2 separate regions of the Mus musculus genome follow, and region 1 is linked to region 2. Evidence: chromatin contacts called from public HiChIP or PLAC-seq data. All regions are on one chromosome and are shown on one strand. The core of a region is the stretch at or near the end of the contact, and the rest is flanking DNA. Distances in the headings are between cores, read along the strand shown.

The links. HiChIP or PLAC-seq counts read pairs in DNA pulled down with a chosen protein or histone mark.
Region 1: an H3K27ac HiChIP or PLAC-seq map of double positive thymocytes shows a contact between it and region 2, with 8 times the contacts expected there. The contact joins two enhancer-like sites. A contact is called at or near these places in 1 of 15 datasets of contacts at CTCF or cohesin (large pre-B cells), 4 of 484 Hi-C or Micro-C datasets (CD4 T cells, CD8 T cells and double positive thymocytes), 5 of 115 datasets of contacts at active chromatin or transcription factors (CD8 T cells, T-cell acute lymphoblastic leukemia, double positive thymocytes and 2 more) and 1 of 9 other capture datasets (embryonic tail).

The regions. Positions count from the first base shown.
Region 1 is chr17:52,459,452-52,464,275 of GRCm38.p6, forward strand. No RefSeq gene overlaps it. Among named protein-coding and RNA genes, the nearest start is that of Gm27217, 140 kb to the right of the region's middle. Within about 2 kb of position 2,965, at least 29 of the 459 cell types and tissues checked have an H3K27ac peak or open chromatin away from gene starts, as enhancers often do. A contact at or near this core is called in CD8 T cells, T-cell acute lymphoblastic leukemia and double positive thymocytes, where this site is marked.
Region 2 is chr17:51,877,765-51,883,019 of GRCm38.p6, forward strand. Gm20098 (predicted gene, 20098) reads left to right here and starts at 4,963. Exons shown (of 3, transcript NR_045095.1): 1 at 4,963-5,077. Within about 2 kb of position 2,082, at least 35 of the 459 cell types and tissues checked have an H3K27ac peak or open chromatin away from gene starts, as enhancers often do. A contact at or near this core is called in CD8 T cells, T-cell acute lymphoblastic leukemia and double positive thymocytes, where this site is marked.

The DNA of each region.
Region 1 (4,824 bases), core at 1,715-4,214, 580 kb after region 2:
GCGCAAGAGAGACCAATTCTAGTCTCCCTGGGGACCCTGGAAGAGACACATAGGCAGTCGGTGAAGGAGTCGCTTGAACCAAGCGGCTGCAGTAGTGACAGGGATTATGAGGCAGTTCAATTGCTTAATGCTTTATTCATACAGTAGAAATGACACGGAATTCCCCTAGAATTCTAAACATTAGGAGGGAACAAATTTTTAGTTTGAAAAAAAAAAATCAGTGTGACTTCTATACAGCTCTCAAAGCAAATGAATTGGTCAACTCTGTCATCAGGAAATAAGAAAATGTAAGGATTATTCCCTTGGCAAGCCAGGCTCCCTGATATTCTTTGAGAGACGAGGAATTTTGAGCCTGATGCAGAAACAGCCTGTGCCCGGCTCAACAGAGCTCTGCTCTGCTTGCTCTCACCCTGGTAGCATCCATGCGGCATTAGAATCTTTATTAGGACTCTATTTAAATATTTTTTTAACTAGAAATTATTTCTCTAAAGTAATAAACAGTGCACCAAACAACACCAAGTTAAAAATTCTTAGAAAGAAAGGCAGGGAAATTAGATACAATTTTCACACAGTTCTCATGTAAGCACATGAGAATAAAGAGGGGTCCCTCTCACCCTTTTTTTTTTTGAAGACCATCTTTGTTTACTTCATTCCCAAGTATTAAGAGATTGTGTGATCCATTTGCATAGGGTAACTAACATATACCACATCATTTGCACGTCTGCAAGTACACGTGAGTAACCGTAATTACACGTGACACCAATTACTCTATTACTTTGTATTAAATTATAATGGAAAATTCCACTAGAGAATTGAAGCCTAATTGCATCTTAATTTGCATAATTTTGCATATTAATTACATCTCCGATGAATAATAAATTTCAGCAGATTTTTAATTTATGCATAGACACAAAAACAAGTGGAGAAATAATTTAGAAAAAAAAATACCAGCAACTATTACTTAGGGCATTCAACTAATTTTGCTTAGTTTAGCAAAACAAAACTTGGTTTGTTTGATATGGCATCTTTAGGCTGATTGCTGTTTATTGCATAATATGTCTCAAAGCATAGGTGCAGACATGGCTTTTCTTAATAAAAGAGGAGGGGGTTCAATTATAGCATTTTAAGTTTAGAGATTTTATAGTTTGCTAAACCTGTTTTGGGGATAACGTCTCTTTTTAGTTGGAAATATCTTTAATTGTAATTCCTTTTTAAAAACTGAAGATTAATTTCTGTTGTTGCTATTTTAAATGCAAGGGATTACAAAAAATAGAATATAAAAAAATACTTTGGTGAAGGCAACCACTTATAAAATGTGTCAAATGATTCCTTATTTTGAATCTATGGTGAAGTAGCTCAAAATTATTTCTGTGATTTTACATGAGCAATTCAAAGAAAGAATTCCCATGCAGGTTGTTGTTTTGTTGGGAAATCACTGTGCAGAGGAATGGCTTTTAAACCTAGCTGCTATTTTCTGATTATTTTCTTTGTTTATCAGTATCCTAGTCTAAGCAGTAACATTTGCTTTTGATTGCTAGAGACCTCGATTTTAAATTTCTTACCTTTGGCCTGATATTTATTAAATAAATGGAGCAGTTTTCTATAATTAATACATATAAAGCTATCTTTACATCAAAAGTCACAATAAAACATGACTTGGTATTTCTCAAATGATAATACATCTGTGAAAATTCAATTTGTCCACCTTTGCCTCAAAACAAGCCTTCATGTTTTACTGTTGAAGCAAATGCCAAAGAAGGGGGCCCTGGGTGCTGCCTCCTTAAGTCTAATACTATGATCATTTGGCAAATTATACAAAAGGAGAAGATGACAACATCCCAATAAATCAGGAAACTGTCAAGATTAATAATCTTAGCCGTCATCTGTTTTCCTATGAAAGCCCGACTGGCATCAAGCACGTTCCAGTTTATTCTGCCCTTCTTCTGGTTGGGAAACTGGATTTGTGCCAGCCTGGTGGCACACGACCTCCAGGAAGCCATCCTGTATGCCTTCTATCGTATTAGTCTGCATTTTGCCAGTCGCGCTGTTTCACGGGGCTGCAAGCAAGAACTCCTTAGGACACATGCGCCCTTCTCCCGTTTCTGATCAGCATTATCACTTGCTACAGACGGGAGACAATCTTGAGCTTAAAAGTCTGCATTTCTGTTTGTTTCCTTACATTCTAATATTTGCTGTTTGGTTTTAAAAGTTTTCCTCAGCTCAGACAAAGTAGAACCAATGAAAGAAATAAAATAAAGGCCCGACGTTCTATTGTCAGTACAAGGCCTTGCCTCTCTGGTTTCTGTTACTGGATGACAGACCTTTGGTTACTCAGGTATTTAAAAGCTGATCATTCAGCCATCCAAAATAGAACTGTGTCCGTGATCACATCTGTCTCTACTTTTTTGTTCAAGCCTTTTGATCAGGTTCTTACATTAAAGAGGGATTTGAGCTGGCTGAGTTCCTCGGGGAGGGGAGGGGGAAGAAAAAAAAATGATTCCAACATTTGAACAATGGTTCCCTCTTGTGGCCAGGCTTCAGGACTGCTGTTCAGGAAATCGAGAGCGGTGAAAAGTCTCTCCTGATGCTTAGACTTTTGTGCAACCTGCTGTATACCTACTGGCACCTGGTTTGGAGACCCTTCCTTCAGGTTCCAGTCACTGGTCCTATTTTTAGCATGGTGTAAGCTTTGTAGATTGAGGAGACAGCGGAACCCAGCTGTTCTGTGCTCATCATTGCTCTTATGCAGAGAAAAATCTTCCTTTGGAACAGCGTAGTGTCCGTATTTTAGGGAAAAAAAATTGAAGTTGTTAATGAGTATTTGGGGGAAAGGCTGTCTGGCTCTCATTATAGGGTTCAGAAGTGTATTTAGACTCCATAAGTCAAAGCATTCATAATCTCCTGAGGGAGCATTTCTGGTGTAGAATTAAGTCTAGACTGTGCTCATTCGTTTAGGCATTTTCATCTTTGAGGGTAAGAGCCTACAACACGACCAGTTACTCGCAGATGGGCCTCCCATGCCCCTTTCATCCATTCTCAAATAGACTTATTCGATCTGACTTCCTGATGGGACAACACTTGGTCTAATGTAGCATCTGTCAAAGCCCCCGCACAGGTCCTCACGGTGTTGAACCATGCTTAGAGTGGCGACTGCCAGAAGATGCCCCTTTAAACAGACTTTCCCCTCTTTAAGATCATATTCAATGGAGAAGTAAGCTACTGCGACATTGACAGGAATCTGCTCTTGCATACATGAGACTTTAAATATCAAGGAAAAATTGTAGCTGTCCGTGCAACAAGATGAATGCAATGTGTGTGTGTGTGTGTGTGTGTGTGTGTGTGTGTGTGTGAGTGTGTGTGTGTGTGTGTGTGTGTGTGTGTGTGTGTGTAATACAATTCTAGGTATAGAAACATTCTCTCTCAATGCTGTTCTAGGGATCCCATTTAAGGAATGAAAGCTTTTGTATTTGTCAAGGCATTTCCAGGCCACAATTCTTATTTACCTCACAGTTTGTTTGGAAGTTTTACATGGTAAACAATATTCAGGGTAGAAATGGAAGCAGTCTTGCCAATCCTGGACAACATTGTCAGTTGCCAGGAATCAAGACTACAGAGCTTTAGTAATTATTATTTTTTAATTGTACCTATGAACATGTAACGTATGTAAAACATGCGCATGCACATCTGTGCCAGGATATGTATGTTAAAGTCAGAGGACCGCTTTAGGAGTCAATTCTTCTCCCTCTGCTCTATGCATCCCGGGGACAGAATCCAGACCCTCAGTCTTAGCAGCAGACACACTGACCTACTGACCCATTTCGCAGACAAATGCAGGTGTAATTGCTCATATACTACTTTTTCTCTTGAGGGCAAACAAAGCTTTCTGATGCTCTCACATTCACTTGCAATATGAGTCATGTCAGAAGCACAGCTAGGTCAGTAGAGAATAGGGCTACTTCAGTTTAAGTTAGCCCAAACTTCAATATTAAAAAGAATGGCTTGCTTTTCTCCAAGTAGCGGACTTCAAAACAACTAAGGCTTCCTGTCATTGCTTTCAGCAGCTCCCCCTCCCTTTTCTTCACTGTTTCTTGGGAGGTGTCCTCCATGTGGTTTCTTTGTCAGGTAATAGGTGCCTGGCCGAAAGCTCCCCAAAGAGTCCATGCCCAATCCCCTGATTCCTTTCCCTTTTGTTCTGCCTGTTTGTTCAATAGAACAACCCAGGTTTGAATGGCGCATGGCTATAGCAGTTTCCCCGTAGCACATGCTTCTCAGCAGCTTGTGGACATTTAAAAAAAATTAATTAGTATCATCTGACTTCTGCAGGAAACCCATCCTCAAACCCAGTGTCTCTCTCTACTTTGCCCTTCTTATCTGTCTCTGCCTCTACCTAAGTCTCAGTCGCTATCCCTCTGTCTCTGTCTCTCTCCCTGACTCCCCCCCCCCCAAGAGATTAGCAATCTAATTCATTTGCACAAGAATAATAACCAACAAAAATCCATCTGGCTCTTCATTTTCTTTCTCTTAAAGGATCACAGAAGCCCTTGGAAGTTAGCAAAAACAAATAAGGAAAGAGGAAAAGTGTAAACTGAAGGGACCTAAGTTTTAGATGTAACAATTCATTCAAATTTTAAGTGAAATATTCAGGGCTTAGATGAATAGATAGTTTCTAGCTCTTATTTTGTCACATGGAGTTTAGAGACAGTTCAGAAACTGATTGTTTAGCCAATGATTTAATAAAGGATATTTTTAACAACAGAAAAACATGGAACAAAATCTCACGGAGAGTAAAAAAGAAGTCTTTTTTTATTGCCTTCTAAGCTTTTG
Region 2 (5,255 bases), core at 832-3,331:
GGGCTGTAATCCTTCCTCCTATTCTTAAAAAAAAGTAATAATTAATTAATTAATAATGATGCAGAAAAGGAAACTGCTTACTTTTTAAAAAAATAGTCTCTCTCCATATATATATATATGTGTGTGTGTGTGTGTATGTGTGTGTGTGTGTATAATCACTGGCCTGGAACTCACTAGGTATTCTAAGGCTGGCTATGAAGTCCCAGAGATCTGCAATCCTCTACCTCCTGAGTGCTATGATCAAAGGTATAAGCCACTACACCTGGCTTACTTTGTTTTTTTCATATGGCTACTGAAAGGTTCGAAGCTGCCCATTTGGCTTGCCCTGCATTTCTATCGGACAGCTCTTTCCTTTTTTTTTTTTTTTTTTGGACAGGGTTTCTCTGTGCAGTCCTGGCTGTCCTGGAACTCACTCTGTAGACCAGGCTGGCCTCGAACTCAGAAATCCACCTGCCTCTGCCTCCCAAATGCTGGGATTACAGGCACGCACCACCACTGCCCGGTGAACAGCTCTTTCCTACTGTGTCCCCAGCTCCCACTAGTGCTAACAGACTGGGTAATTCAAACTTCAGCACCTTCCTCTCCTAGCTCCTCCTCTCTCCATACTAGCTTCCCCACGGTGATATCTTTCTCAGTCCTGAGTTTTATTGTCTGTATTTTGTTTTGTGTGCTGCAACAAGATCTCCTTGTGTATCCCAGACTGGCCCAGAACTCACTATGTAGCTCAATTTCACCTTGAAATCAAGGTGAAGCTAGAAATATAAACCTCTGCCTCCCAAGTAATAAGATTATAGACAGATGTTTGGCCCTGTAGTTTTTTGTTTTTGTTTTTTTTTTCCTTGACCAACAACACCGAGAACAGGAACAAGTCTGGGTTATACCTATCCTAAGCTCTTAATGTCCTCAAGCAATATCTTTAAAAGTTCAGAATTCAGTTTCGGCCCTCATGTTTGTTTTCGTTGCTTGTCACTTCACAATGCCTTTTAAAGATGTCTTTGAGCCGGGCGTGGTGGCGCACGCCTTTAATCCCAGCACTCGGGAGGCAGAGGCAGGAAGATTTCTGAGTTCAAGGCCAGCCTGGTTTACAAAGTGAGTTCCAGGACAGCCAGAGCTACACAGACAGAGAAACCCTGTCTCGAAAAAAACAACAAAAGAAAGCAAAAAAGATGTCTTTGTCTGCCTTTTAGAGATCCTTGATTTTTGAGAGCTTGGGTACACGAGAACCCTTGCATAGTAGCAGTCCTTAATAAACAAATTTATGTTTCTTCCCTACAGTCCCCTCAGCTCTGCTCGGGTGGTGGCTTTCTTTGCCTTGGTTAAACATTTGGGCAGGTTCATGCATTCTTCCTGTCCTCCCTGCTAGGGAACTGAAAGGTCCCTGGCCATTACAGCCAGGGTCTCCAATCTGGAGGCTATAAAGCCCCATTTAAAGCTCCAAACTCTATATACTTTTCCTTCTTCCCCCATCTTGCCAATGGCTGTTTGTGAGGCCCAGAGGACAGAGGGGAGAGGCAGAGGGACGCAAGAAGCCTGTTAGTCTGGTACTGGATTAAGACGGTGTAGTCCTTGCAAGGGCAGACTGTCAACCTGACACTTTCTCTGCTGACACTGTGGAGGGTTGTTGAAAGTTTCCTCTTCTGGGTCTCTCAAGAGCCTCTTTTGATGTGGTGGCATCTGGCAGAGGTGTAGCTGCCTCCCACCTAGCCTCTCTCTGCCTGGGTCTCTGGTTATCTGGCCTACAGGCTCTCTTGGGAAGAATATTTCCCTACTCCTATCTGACTCCATTCTTCCTTCCTGTAACAACACCCCCTGCCTTCCTGCCCCCCAAACTCCCTCTGTTAAAGAAATTTGCAGTCATTATCTAGGCTCTCAATGGCCCTCTCATCACACAGCCTGAGGTTCGGCAGTCCAGCTACCAGCCACATGTGTGCCCAGCTCCTTGGTCAGAGGCTCAACAGTAGCCACTGGCTCCTCCTTAGATCCTTGCAGCAGGTTTGGAGAAGGTGGTAGAGTTTTCTGCACAGCCTTGGGTGGATTCAAGGGTAGTTCCATTTCAATTCGTTCTCCCCACACAGCTAGCTGTCTTTGAACTTCAAATCTGACACACCTATATACCCCAGATGGGCTAGGGTTTCCAGTAAATATATCATCAACCTCACCGTGGACTTTTGTAAATTTCCATATGCCTCTTTTGTCCCGAAAAAGACTCTAATGTGGTAAGCCACCTGAAACTACCGATTTAGTATTTTGATAGACCTGATTATATCAGGCTAAGTTGTGCTGGGTGTGAACTGAATAGACATGGTTAATGTGGGACTTTTTATAATTGAGTTTGGGAATGTAAAAAAAAAAAAAAAAAAAAGGTGACGGCTAGGTAAGGTCCCAGAAATGAAGTTTTTAGTTTAAGAGTTCTGTGATTTTTTTTTTTTTTTCCGCTCAGCAAAATAAGCAGGTCATTACATGTTTGAAAAGATGCTGGGTTAAATATGAGGAGAAACTAATGTTTTGTTGTCCTATGTCTCTGTGTGTCTCTCTGTTCCTCCCCCCCACACACACTGTCTGTTGTGCGTTTCTAATGAAGTAGTAGCATTGTCTGCTCCAAGAGCTGTGTGATTTCCTTTGATAACTGTTAAGACGCCAGAGGTTCTCATTGTTTGATCGTCTTTGATCTCCACAGCTATACTCTTTCTTTTTTTTCCTTTAGCATTGTAGCAGCCTTAAACTTTTTTACATGCCTGTGAACACCAATAGTTAGTACTGCCTTCACGGAGGTACGTCGTGTGGCAATGTTTACACAAGAAAACCATTCGTAAATCCCCATTCTTGCCCTTTTTCTCGGGGGATCACTTTCTTCGAAGGGAATGGATCATCCCCAGTTGCTGCAGCCCACATGCTTCTTAAAAAAGGAACAGGGGTTTTAAGCGTTTGGATCACTTCGTGGTCTTAAAAGTTGTGGCAGAAAGAGCAGCAGTGTTAGAAAAGGTGCAGGGTGATTTTTACAGGGGTAGGGAGGTGTCTAGTACATACAGCACTATGGAAGTGTAAGCCGAATAAACCCTTTCCTCCCCAACTTGCTTCTTGGTCATGATGTTGCACAGGAATAGAAACCCTGACTAAGACCTCCTTCCATAGGTGAGCTCAAAGTCAAAAACTAAAAAAAATCTAATATTTTATAGGTTCTTTCCAGTATTGTTCTGAAAACAAAACAGTTGATGGTTCTTTAGATGGATCAAGGATTCCCAATGAGGGGTACGCAAATTCCACACTCAGGGGTGCACTATCCACTGTGAGGCTGGACGGCCGCAGTGTGTGTGCTGTGGCTCCTTCCTGCCTTCGGTCACAGCGCACTGCTTTAGAATGAACAAAGAGGGAAGGAAACGCAGGCTGTAATGGTAATGGGCTCCCTTTGTCTCCAAGAGAGGCTGAACTTGACCTTCGAAGGCACAGAGGTCCAACGCACACTTTTAAAAGTAATATTTAAATTTTAATAGAGACAGTGATAACCAGACTCTCAAAACCAAAAGACTGGTCTTTTAAAGTAACTGATTAGCAAAGAACAAAAACTTTAAGAAGAAAGTCTACAACTAGAAATGAAAGTCTTGTCCTCATCCCTCCATCCCAAGGAGGCCAGCTGCCTGCTTTTACATATCCCCACAGAGTTTACACTCATGATCTGCTTACAAGTTCATGGCAAGTCTGGTCTGAAGGATGTGATGCTACAAGCTGGATTTGAAAAGTTAGTTATTTATTGTGTGTGCATGTACACACAAAGCACACATGTGAATGTCAGAGGAAAACTTGTGGGAGTTGATTCTCACCTTCCACCTTGGTGATGTGCCTCATGGTTTGGTGTGAGCCGGAGGATGCTCTGTTGCTAGTATTAGCTGATCTCCTTCCCTGGCCTGACATCCTGGCTGTAGGAGTGCTGGAATTACACATCTGGCTTTTACATGGGTTTGGGGATGGGACTCAGATTGTCAGGCTTGTATGGCAAAGATTTTTTTACCAGCTGAGCCATCTTCCCGGTCCCAAAATTGGATTTTTAAGATTAAAAAAAAAAAACAACTTATTTTTCAGTGTTGGCAAAATGGTATGAAAAGAGGCACTGTCATATGCTGTTGGTGAGAGTGTAAATTTTTAAAATCTTTCTGGAAGGCAGTTTGGCCATATCTATTGAATGCCTTAGAATTTTGCATAAAACCTTTAAACCAGTGTTTTCACTTTAGGGGATTCATGCTAAGAAAATAGTCATAAATGTTTGTAAAATTTTAGCTACAAGATTTTTATGGAAGTTTTTTTGGTAGGAACAAGAACGGGATAAGACATAAATATTTAACAAGCAGGCTCTATTCAGCCATTAAAAATGATACTAGAGAAATATTTAATGCCATTGAAGGCAGGGAAGCTGGTTAAAAAACCAGGTTCAATGAGGCTCTATTTTGTAAAAATACTTTTTTTTTTTACATCAAAAACACTGGATGAAAACAAACTGGAGCATTAACAGTCAGTACTTTCCCAAATAATGGAATTATTTATGACATTTTTCAAACTTGGAAATAACTTTACATTTTTATGTTTTAAAACTATTTAGTACAGTAGTTGTAGAAATTTGAAACTATAAGAAAGAAAAATAAACTTGAAGCTCTGCTCCCTCCAATTCTATTTGATAGAACACACAGACACACAGGCACAGGCACACACAGACACACACACACACACACACACACACACACATACACATAGACACACACACACACAGACACACACACATAGACACACACACACACACACACAAACACACACACACACACACACACACACACACACACACACACACACACACACACACGCGCGCGCGCGCGCGCGCGCACGCACTTTATCCTCCTTTCTCAACTTCCCAAGCAATAAATTACAGAGTGAGCCAGGTGCTTGACCAAATACTTTTTCTTAACCCCTGTCTGCAGGCAGATTGGCAACTGCCACTGCCCTGCAGCTAAACAGCTACTTTGAGATACTTCCTTGAAGAAAAGCTTGCCTGGGGGTTGCAGTGTCTCACCTGCAGAAGACTCAACACCTGGTAGGCCTACTTTCTCTAGAAAACTGTCGTCTTTCCTTCAACAGTCAGATTTGTCCTATGTCTTCCAAAGTCTCTCAGAGCTTGATCTACCTCCTAATTTTGAGAAAATTGACACCTTCATTCCTAAACAATGTATAATGTTTCTAAGTCATCTATTTTCTCCCGGCTTTCTCCTCCC